Regions from separate parts of the Mus musculus genome. Here region 2 is linked to region 1. The links are chromatin contacts, called in public promoter capture Hi-C maps. All regions are on one chromosome and are shown on one strand. The core of a region is the stretch at or near the end of the contact, and the rest is flanking DNA. Distances in the headings are between cores, read along the strand shown.

Evidence for each region. Capture Hi-C pulls out chosen DNA fragments and counts their contacts.
Region 2: a contact with region 1 is called in a promoter capture Hi-C map of adipose tissue. The contact joins two enhancer-like sites. A contact is called at or near these places in 2 of 9 other capture datasets (adipose tissue and liver).

The regions. Positions count from the first base shown.
Region 1 is chr3:54,540,098-54,545,191 of GRCm38.p6, reverse strand. No RefSeq gene overlaps it. Among named protein-coding and RNA genes, the nearest start is that of Gm31154, 7.8 kb to the right of the region's middle. Within about 2 kb of position 3,606, at least 60 of the 459 cell types and tissues checked have an H3K27ac peak or open chromatin away from gene starts, as enhancers often do. A contact at or near this core is called in adipose tissue, where this site is marked.
Region 2 is chr3:54,707,755-54,712,287 of GRCm38.p6, reverse strand. Supt20 (SPT20 SAGA complex component) reads right to left here. Exons shown (of 25, transcript NM_001358015.1): 9 at 3,892-4,031; 10 at 3,101-3,257; 11 at 2,959-3,015; 12 at 1,816-1,887; 13 at 39-196. Among named protein-coding and RNA genes, the nearest start is that of Supt20, 15 kb to the right of the region's middle. Within about 2 kb of position 3,122, at least 85 of the 459 cell types and tissues checked have an H3K27ac peak or open chromatin away from gene starts, as enhancers often do. A contact at or near this core is called in adipose tissue, where this site is marked.

The DNA of each region.
Region 1 (5,094 bases), core at 2,357-4,856:
TGTTTTGTGATCTGAGCTACAGCAGATTCTAATGTAAAGACTCAGACGTGAGTTGGCCTTCTTTGGGGACATAGATAGCAGGAGCTGTTGGAATACCCACAAAGAGGAGGAGAAATGTTGCAGACACCAGTGTTCTCCGAGTTCCTCTCTGTTCTTCCTCATGGAGCTCTGAGCACTCTCACTTTATGCCTAGCAGGCTCTGTGCTCTCACTTATGGTCATGACTTGGAATATGTAGGGAGTGTGCTTTAGACTCATCATGAGGATTTGAGAGAGACACATGGCGTCATTTCCACGGGACTTCCCTGCCTTCTCCTTTGTGATGGGCACCCATGACAGTCTGCTGCTTTCTCTGTCAAGAGGATCCATGTGAAGTCTCTCTCCTGGACATTCACCATGTCATTTGGTTCAGTTATGTATTGGTTCTCTTCCCAAAGATTTATTTTATTTTCATCTGAATGGGTGTTTTGCCTGCGTGTTGTCCAGGTCCACATTTGTACCTGGTACCCTAGGAGACTGGGAGATGGCATCAAATCCTCTGAAACTGGGGTTACAGATGATTGTGAGCAACAATACGAGTGCCGAGCTGAAGTTGGGTTCTCTGTGAGAGCATCCAGTGTACTTAGCTGATGAACTATCTCTCCTGTCCATCATTCATGCTCTGGTTCCTCTCCAAAGCCCCACAGTCAGTATCTGGTCTCCTCTCCCCCCCCCCCCCCCCCCGCTTTATCAGAAGGAGGGGTAAGAGTGTGTCTGAGCTGTCAGTGGAGGCTTAGCTTATGGGTGGGTGAATGCCATGAGGATTACTGAGTTTAAGGCTTGGGGTGTCAGAGCATTTACATTCAGTCCTGGAGGCTCAGGAAGCTGGCCATGTATGTTCACTTGGTGGTGTTTGCTTTTCTGTAGAAGCCTATTTAACTCTTGTTTTCTCTTCTATCTGCTCTTAACTATCCACCACCCATGGCTGTGTATATGCTTGGCCCATGTAATCTGTTAGCTAGCTTAGCCAACAGAAGGCCCTGGCTTAATGGTGGTGCCAAAGTGAAGTTTCTTAAAGCCCAGACTCCTGTGAATTTACTTGGTGTAAACTCAGAGATGAGCCGATTCTCTCACACTAAGTTCGGGATTTACAGTGACCGTGACAGATAAGCACCATACCGTCTCCTAAACACTTCCATACCATTCATTTCCACCAACAACTTTACACATTGAGCTAGAATGAGGCCTGACTGATTACGACAGCTCTCAATCATAAAGCATCCGCTAAGGCATTTATCGGAATAAATTTCAACTGTGCTATGAGAAGACACTTTAAATGGTTATATCCAGCATGTGTGATTCTATGCTAATCCCATTTTCTTAAAAATATTTTTATAGTTGTCCAATTTGGTGGTAGGAACTTATTAATCCAAACACATGCAAAGTTGAGGTTGGAGCACCATGAGTTCAGGGGTAGTTTTGGCTAGACAGTAAGACTGAGGTCAGACTGTGATTACAGTGAGAATCTGCCCAAGAGGCCAGACTATAATACAGAGTGAGAATCTGCCCAAGAAACCAAAAAGTAACAATGATGGGTAAAGTTAGAATAACTAAGAGCAAAGCCAGAGAGCTTTAGACACAAATGCTTTGCTTATTGGATTCTCTGTGATTTTCTCTATTTTCAAGATGACTTCATGTCCCTTAGTGGATATGTGTTTCTTCTCTAGCTATTTATTCATAGTTTGGCTAGGAGAAGTTTGTATGTTAGCTGCATTGTAAGGAGAATTTTCACTTTGCCTTAACTTTGCTAACATCCTGTTCCATGGTGTGCAGACCCAGGTACCTTGCAAAGGGATGTCCCTTAAATGACCATGTAAAACCAGGTGTAAAACTCGGTGTCCTATCACCGTGGGAAGCACACACCCTGTGGGAAGGGCTGCTTCAAGCACAGAGGCACTAGGTGCAAACGTCTTCTGGTTAACATTTCATATGAGTTTTAGTCTTCAGTTATCTTCTGGGATGGAAAGAATGGGATGTTGTCTGGTTTCATTTTCAGCCCTGTCTGAGACAGCACTAATTGTTTTAGAATCTCCACTTTCACCACATTATGATAAAATCTACAGTCTCGGGCCCTGAGGGATCCTCAGTGGTCAAGAGCATTGACTGCTCTTGTAGAGGACCTAGGATCAATTCCCTGTGCTCTTGAGAGAGGCTCACAGCCACCTGGGACTCCAGCTTCAGGGGATCTTGTGCCCTCTTCTGGCCTCTGGAGGTACTGCAAACACATATGTACATACACACACACAGATACACACACACACACACACACACACACACACAGACATACACAGACATACATACTCACACAGACATACAGAGACAGACAGACAGACAGACACATACATACACAGACATACAGGCATACACAGATACATACAGGCATACAGACAGACACACACAGATACATACAGGCATATATACAGACACACAAACACACACACAGACATACACAGACAGACAAATACACACACACACACACACACACACACACACACACAGAGAGAGAGAGAGAGAGAGAGAGAGAGAGAGAGAGAGGCAAAACACTCATACTTGCAAAATCAAACTAGATCTTTAAGATAAAAAAGATGCCCTCTTGTTATATTGCAGCCATGGTAGTAAATATTTTATACCAACTTGGATTTTTATTCTGCGGATAGTCTGAGAAGTACATAGTGTTCTGCCCATGTTAAAGTTGTTCATATTAGAAGTCAGAGGTTTAAGTAATTTACCCCTCAATCTCAAATTATAGTGCCAAGGTTAGGGTAAAAATTTAATCACTGTCTAGTTAGTTGATGCTGACCCTCTGCGCTTTCTCCTAAAATTAACTTTGTTTAAAAAGAAAACAGCTAGAGTTTTTCAGGCAAAGGGAGTTGGAGGGACAGAGGGGTTGGAGGATGGAGAACAAGGGGTAGCTCTAAACCAACTGAGCAAAAATAAACTCAAATATGAGCTCACAAAGCTGAAGCAGCAAGCACAGGGGTACCGTCTGCACCAGGCCCTCTGAGTCTGTATTATAGCTTCCAGCTTAGTATGTTTATCGAGCATCTGAGTGTGTGAATGAGAAGGCCTCTGATTCCTTCTCTTGGGGGCTTTTAGTTTTTTGTTGGCGTGTCTCGTCCAACTTCGATATGATGGCTTTTGCTTTATTTAATTATATTTTATTTTGTTAAATAGAGATACATATATATTTTAATTTGTAATATCCCACTACACTCTGTACATGTACACTATGTGTCCTGGAAGTATTATTTAATACACATATATGAATTATTATTTAAACTATCTTTGGGATGGGTCTATGAAGGCAGAGGATAAGTGATTTTAAGTTATCATTCATAGATTTGGGGGAATCTGTGAAAACACAGTACAGAAAAATATACTGCAATTCAAGCAGAAATAAGTTTCATGGAAATAGGCCTAGTTAAAAAATTAATGGACAGCATAAAGCCACCGTAGACCCTGAATGACGAGTGGGTTAGAAAATGAACAGTGCTTGCATGAGTCTGACTGCTTGTAATGCCAGGCTCCCGCTCCTCTGGTCACATTGCATGATGTAACTGGGTGAGTCAGAAATTGGACCTGCATGGGGAGATGCGGATGACCACAGCTAGTTCTTGCTTCTGCAGACATTCCAAAAGCCCTGAAATCACTTTGGGAAACAACAAAAGCTCACGATTTCTCAGTGACATTTATTAAAATGCTTACACATAGAGCAGAGGTTTAATGTGATGATGTTCCAGAAGGTTCTCCTCCTGGTCTCCACTAACCCTTCTAAATGGGAGTCCTTTATAATGTCCAGCTCAGTTCCCTGCCTTCATTTAAAAACTGACTAGAAGGAGCCCCATTGGTGCTGCTGTAGTGTTTCTTCTCACCATACACTCTCCGTTGTGTTTAAGAACTAGACTTCATTCATGCTGCTTGTCGTCTGGAGGCTTGTGTTTATGAAGCTGAACTAAGTGGCGAGAGTTCCTCCTGAGTGAGGACTGAGACTGGACTGCCCACTCCTCTTAGGAGGCATGCATCTTAGTTACTGCTCTGTTGTTGTGAAGAGACACTGTGAGCAGGGCAGCTTATAGGAGAGAGCATCCAGTTGGGAGTTTGCTCCAGAGGACTAGTCCTTTACTACTTGGGGGAGGAGCATGGCACTGGAGAAGCAGCTGTGAGCCCTGTTCTGATCCGTAGGCAGCAGGCAGAGAGGGAAAGAGAGTCTGGCCCTGGTGTGGGCTTTTGAAACCCCAGAGACCACTCCCAGTGATCACACACCTCCTCCAACAAGGTCACTCTTAGACAGTCCAGCTAACGGGTGACTAAGCATTTGAATATATGAGCCTATGGGGGCCATTCTCCTTCAAATCACCCCATAATCACCCCATGGTAGCTTTTCAAATCTGGATTTGATTAGATAAAGTTATGACTTAGTTTGGAACTCCTCCATCAGACTGACCCAAGATCATAAAAGAAAGAGCTTAGAAACTCTTCAAGCTACAGAATCAGGAAGTCTGTAAATGACACTCAGCAGTTAGCCTTCTGCATAGAAATTTTGGATGCCTTGATCCCCACTGAAGGTTATCAAATTACTAATTCGCAAGCTTCTGCATTTGAGGACTGTGGTGGTTTGAATATGCTTGGCCAAGAGAGTGGTACTACCAGGAGGTGTGACCTTGTTAGAGGAAGTATGTCACTGTGGGGGTGGCCTTTGAGACCTTCCTCCTAGCTTCCTGGAAGTCAGTCTTCCCCTGTTTGCCTTTGGAATGAGTGGTAGAACTCTCAGCTCCTCCCAAATCATGCCTTCCTGGATGCTCCCATGCTTGATGATAATGGGCTGAACCTCTAAACCTGTAAGCCAGCTCCAATTAAATGTCCTTTATAAGTGTTGCCATGGTCATGGTGTCTCTTCACAGCAGTAAAACCCTAACTAAGGCAAGATCTAAGCAAGCATCTGTGACAAGGTATTTGAAACTCCTTCTTCTTTTGAACTTATTCCTCTCCTTCTCTTTATTTTCCATCCCCTTTCTCCTCAAGTGTGCAGAGATCTGGGGACAAATCTGTGGTCTAT
Region 2 (4,533 bases), core at 1,873-4,372, 170 kb before region 1:
GATGGCCCTGTCTATTACATATACTCATCAGGACTCACTGGGATGGAGACATTTGGCTGTCATTTTCTTCATCTGCTTTCCACGGCTGTATTTTACCATAGTAAAGTGGATCCCCAAGAGACTGCAAGATGGTCAGCTTTGTTTTCTGATACTGATTACCACCTTCACATTCAAATACATAATCGTCTTTTACATCCTGAAAAGAACAGAGAATCCCAAGTCATTTCTTCTCAAGTAGCAAAAGTTATCAACAACAACAAATAATAAAATAAAGACTAACTTCTGTCTGCTATATACATGGCACTAAAGGAATGTTTAAGGCCATGTATGATTGTGCATGTTATTGAATCATTTATTAGGAAAGTGTTATACATTTCTACACACAATGAAAAGTATAAAAAAAATGACTGGACATTGTCACAGCACTTAACAAGTAGTTTCTCATCCAACTGTCAACAAAACCCATGGCTGGTGTGGCCATTCCCACATTACAGGTACATGGACTTGTCAGGTGTGGTGGCATGTGTCTTTAACTCCAGCACTTGGGAGACAGAGGCAGGCTCATCTCTTTCAAGACCAGCCTGGTCTATACAATAAGTTCCAGGACAGCTAGAACTATATCATAAGAGCCTGTCTTACAAATAATAAACAAATAAATAAATGTAAAGGAATGTAACAACCCAAGCCCTCAGAGGGAACTGAGTTCACAGAGCCCTTTCTTTACCTTCCTTTATGCTAAGTGCTCCAATGTGGCATCTCTCCAAGCCAGGAAGACACTCACAGAGATTCACTCATTGTACACACAACTGCAATAGTTAACAATCTGAGTATAAAGTTTCAAAGTGGAAATATTTTTGTCATATGCCATTCATACAAAACATCCTAAAGATGTCTATAAATCTTATTATCTTGTGCTTAGAGTCCATTCAAAATGTTATTCCAACTTCTCCCTTTAAGAGACTATTACGATGAGAGCATCAGAACATTTCCCTTCAGAGCTGTCTTTAAGCCAGGCACTGTGGCACATGCCTATAATCCCAGTACTCAGGAGGCAGAGGCAGGCGGCAGAATGGCGACAAGTGAGAGAGCAGCTGTAAAGAAGCAAAGTTCCAGGCAAGCCTCGGTCACACAGGAGACCACCGCTCAAACAAGAACATCTTTACAAGAACACACTAATTTGAAACAAGACAGGTGAGGACCACCAACAAGTAGGCAGAACAGAACATTGCACTAGTTTTCTGAAAGAGTCTCACTCTGTAGCCCAGGCTGTCTCAGAGACATCTTTTTCCCAGCAGCAGTTTCCCTATTCTGGACTTACAGTTATGTACCATTGGGCTGGACTCCTAATTTGGTTTTTGAATAGCTCCCTATGTGGCTCAGACTGGCCATCAAGTTGAGAGCTTCCTGCCCCTGCCTCCAAGAGCTGAGATTACAGGCATGGGCTCCAATGCCCCACATAAAAAGGTAGTGTTATATTAAAACTTCTCTGTAAAGTGAAAAACACACTCAGGGTTAATTATATTTTCCTGAAGCCCACAAGTACTCCAAATACACTTAAAAAAAAACTTATACATTAAAAGTTGTTTTCTGTTTAATAACTTCAGAGCCCAGCTTATAAACAACATACTTTACAATACGGAAGAGGCACGTCTGGCACCTGGGCAGTGAAAGCCAGAGGATCAGTATGTCTGAGGTCAACCTTGACTACACTACAAGTTTGAAGCCAGTTTGGGCCAAAAGAGACACTGTCTCCAAACAAAAAAAATACACGGGCAACTGGATCATTAGTCAAAGAGATTGGAACTGATTACTTACATGAGCTGGCCACATTGTTGGCTGTGAGTCGTCAGATTTGATGGATTCCTCCACTTTAGCATATTTTTCCACCTAAACAATGAAGATGTTGAATCAAATATAGTCAGTATCGGAACAAAGACAAGAACCTGCACAGTTCACAGAATCAATGTGGGCACAAGGGTCTCAACTAGCAGTATCACCAAGCACTTGTCAAGTTTTAAACCTCCTGATATGTTTAATTAAGTGTCGCATGTGGGACTACAGATGGTTAAGAGGTTAAGAGCACTGGATGCCTGGAGGCCACATATGCAACAAGATAATATGGCTTTCTTTCTTGGTTTGTATACATAGTCTATAGATGTCTCTGGCTTTGTGCTTTAACTGTTAAAACAGCAAGAACTGCTAGAATTGTTACAAAAAGCATTCTTGAAATAGTAAATAATTTTTGAAACAACTATCATAAAGAATTAAGTAAACTGGCAAGATTGCTTAGCAGGTAAAGGCTCTTGCCACTGAAACTTGAAGTTCCGAGTCTGCAGCCCAGGAATACCGTGGTAGAAGCAAAGACTCATCCCTCAATGGTTGCTCTCTGGTTTTCCATATGTGTTATAGTCTGCACACGGACACACACACCAAATATATATCTAAAAAATACATACTAAGAGAAACAAAAAATGAAATCTAAAATAGTCCTTTATAATGCCTTTATGATCACTTAGCACTCATGTGTCTTATGAATATTAGTAAACAATACTATTGGTAATTCCAAATTTCTAAGATTACTCATCTTTAAATTTTACCAGTTTGAACACGGAAGCATTTTGAGTTAATTATGAAGGACCACTACAGAATGGCACAAGGTCATTTCCTGTCACTATATAAAATATGCCATACTCTTTCCACATTTGGAAGCCTTAACATTCTTTCTGCTCCTAACACAGAACTCTATTCAAATGTATGCTCTTATGTAACTAACTGAGGCTGGATTGGCGGTCCACTCAATACCACAGACTTACATGACTGATACGACAGACTCTTGAAATGACAACTTTTACTGTTTCAAACAAGCTGCTCTTTTCTTCCCTTCACTTCCTCACAGCACTGGCTTCCTAATGCTGGCCTTTGACCCTGTGTCAGTGTACAGCTTTTTCATGAACTTACATCTACTTCAGAAGGCACAGCCAAGTTACAGGGGCTCCGTTTCCACATGTCTACACACTGAAAAGTAAAAACAGTACAGTCACTCGGAAACCCTAAAGCACAGCCAGTCATTCGTACAGCGAGCACCTTAGCGACTACTTACATTTCCTGCTTTGGAAATTTTGAGGTCATAATGCTGGCCTGCTTTCCTTTCCTTCCGCTTTTGTAAGAAATCAAGTAGTCTCAGCTGAGGGGGAGGAGGGCCGTGAGAGAGGTCCTGCTGGCGGTTCAGGGAGGACCTGGAGTACCTCTTCCAACACCTACAACAGACAGGAAGCAATGAAGCAGCAACTCTACCACACGGGGAAAAGGAGCAGGCACAGATCACAGACTCCATCACAGATACCCACTTACCACACACACACTCACACACTCCATCTATAAATACAACTTTCACACCAGCAAGCTTTAAGCACAGGTGAAAGAAAAAGAACAAGACAAAATACTCATGACCATGGAGCCACACTAGTTTGAATCCAGAACTAGAGAGGCAGTCATTATAAGCTAATCTCTAAAAATTGTGATTGTATTTTCTCAAAACTCGTTAAGTTACACATTGTTTCCTTGTTAACTGATTCCAATTAGTGTTGAGAAGCAGTGAAGCAACTACCCTTCTGTTTCTATCTAGTCTTCTTACAGCCTCACAACCATTTTGGTGAACAGACCATAAACTTATAAAAGTTCCTTCTTTAAAAGACTGAGGAAAATATTACTTTATAATAATGCAGAAAATATTTTTTAAAAAGGTCTATAACATAAATCCACAATACAAGGCCATGAAAAATCCCATTTTTGAACTTAGAATTCCAGCCCTCACATGCCAAGGGAAAGGGCACTCTGGCTAGCAACGATGTCAAACTTAAGAGCCTGTGTTACCCAAGTGCTGGTGGTTACCGTTTCATTGGGCGAGTGTTCATCTTCTGCCGGTTATAGAGCAGCCTATTGGCAGTGCACGCTACTGCCACCGATGGGTCAAGACACAGTGGCTCTGCTGTAGCTAGAATCAGCTGGCTCTCAAGCAAAAGTTTGTCTTCCTGAAATACACAGTTGTATGTCAGCCTCAGATGCATTTTTGATAATGTAAACATACATCATTTACCCAGAAATATTCTCAGGAAGTTGCTGAAGACTAAAGTGAATGTAGCAGTAACTCAAGTTTGAACATTAACAAGATAAAGAAACTTCTAATGGAAACCGAATTATCTGCATGATTTATAAAACAGTCACATCCACGGAGTGGGTATTTATTTGGCTGTTTAAAATAGTGGATCCAGAAATGGTAGAATATCTGAGAATAGTTATACTCTCTCTTTTACTAGTCCTCGGCTTAAGAAAATGATGCTTTCTGCTCTCTAGTGTGAATGCAAGTTTGTCTCTAACAAGAACAACTTCCAACCTTATAGATAGAAAAATAACAGCCCAGATTAAACCTCATCACTCACGAGTTACAGATAAACTGAATCTTAATTCACAAGCACATTTCACAGAGGATAACCTCACATTACTGACATTTTCTCTCCAAAGCAACAGGTAAAC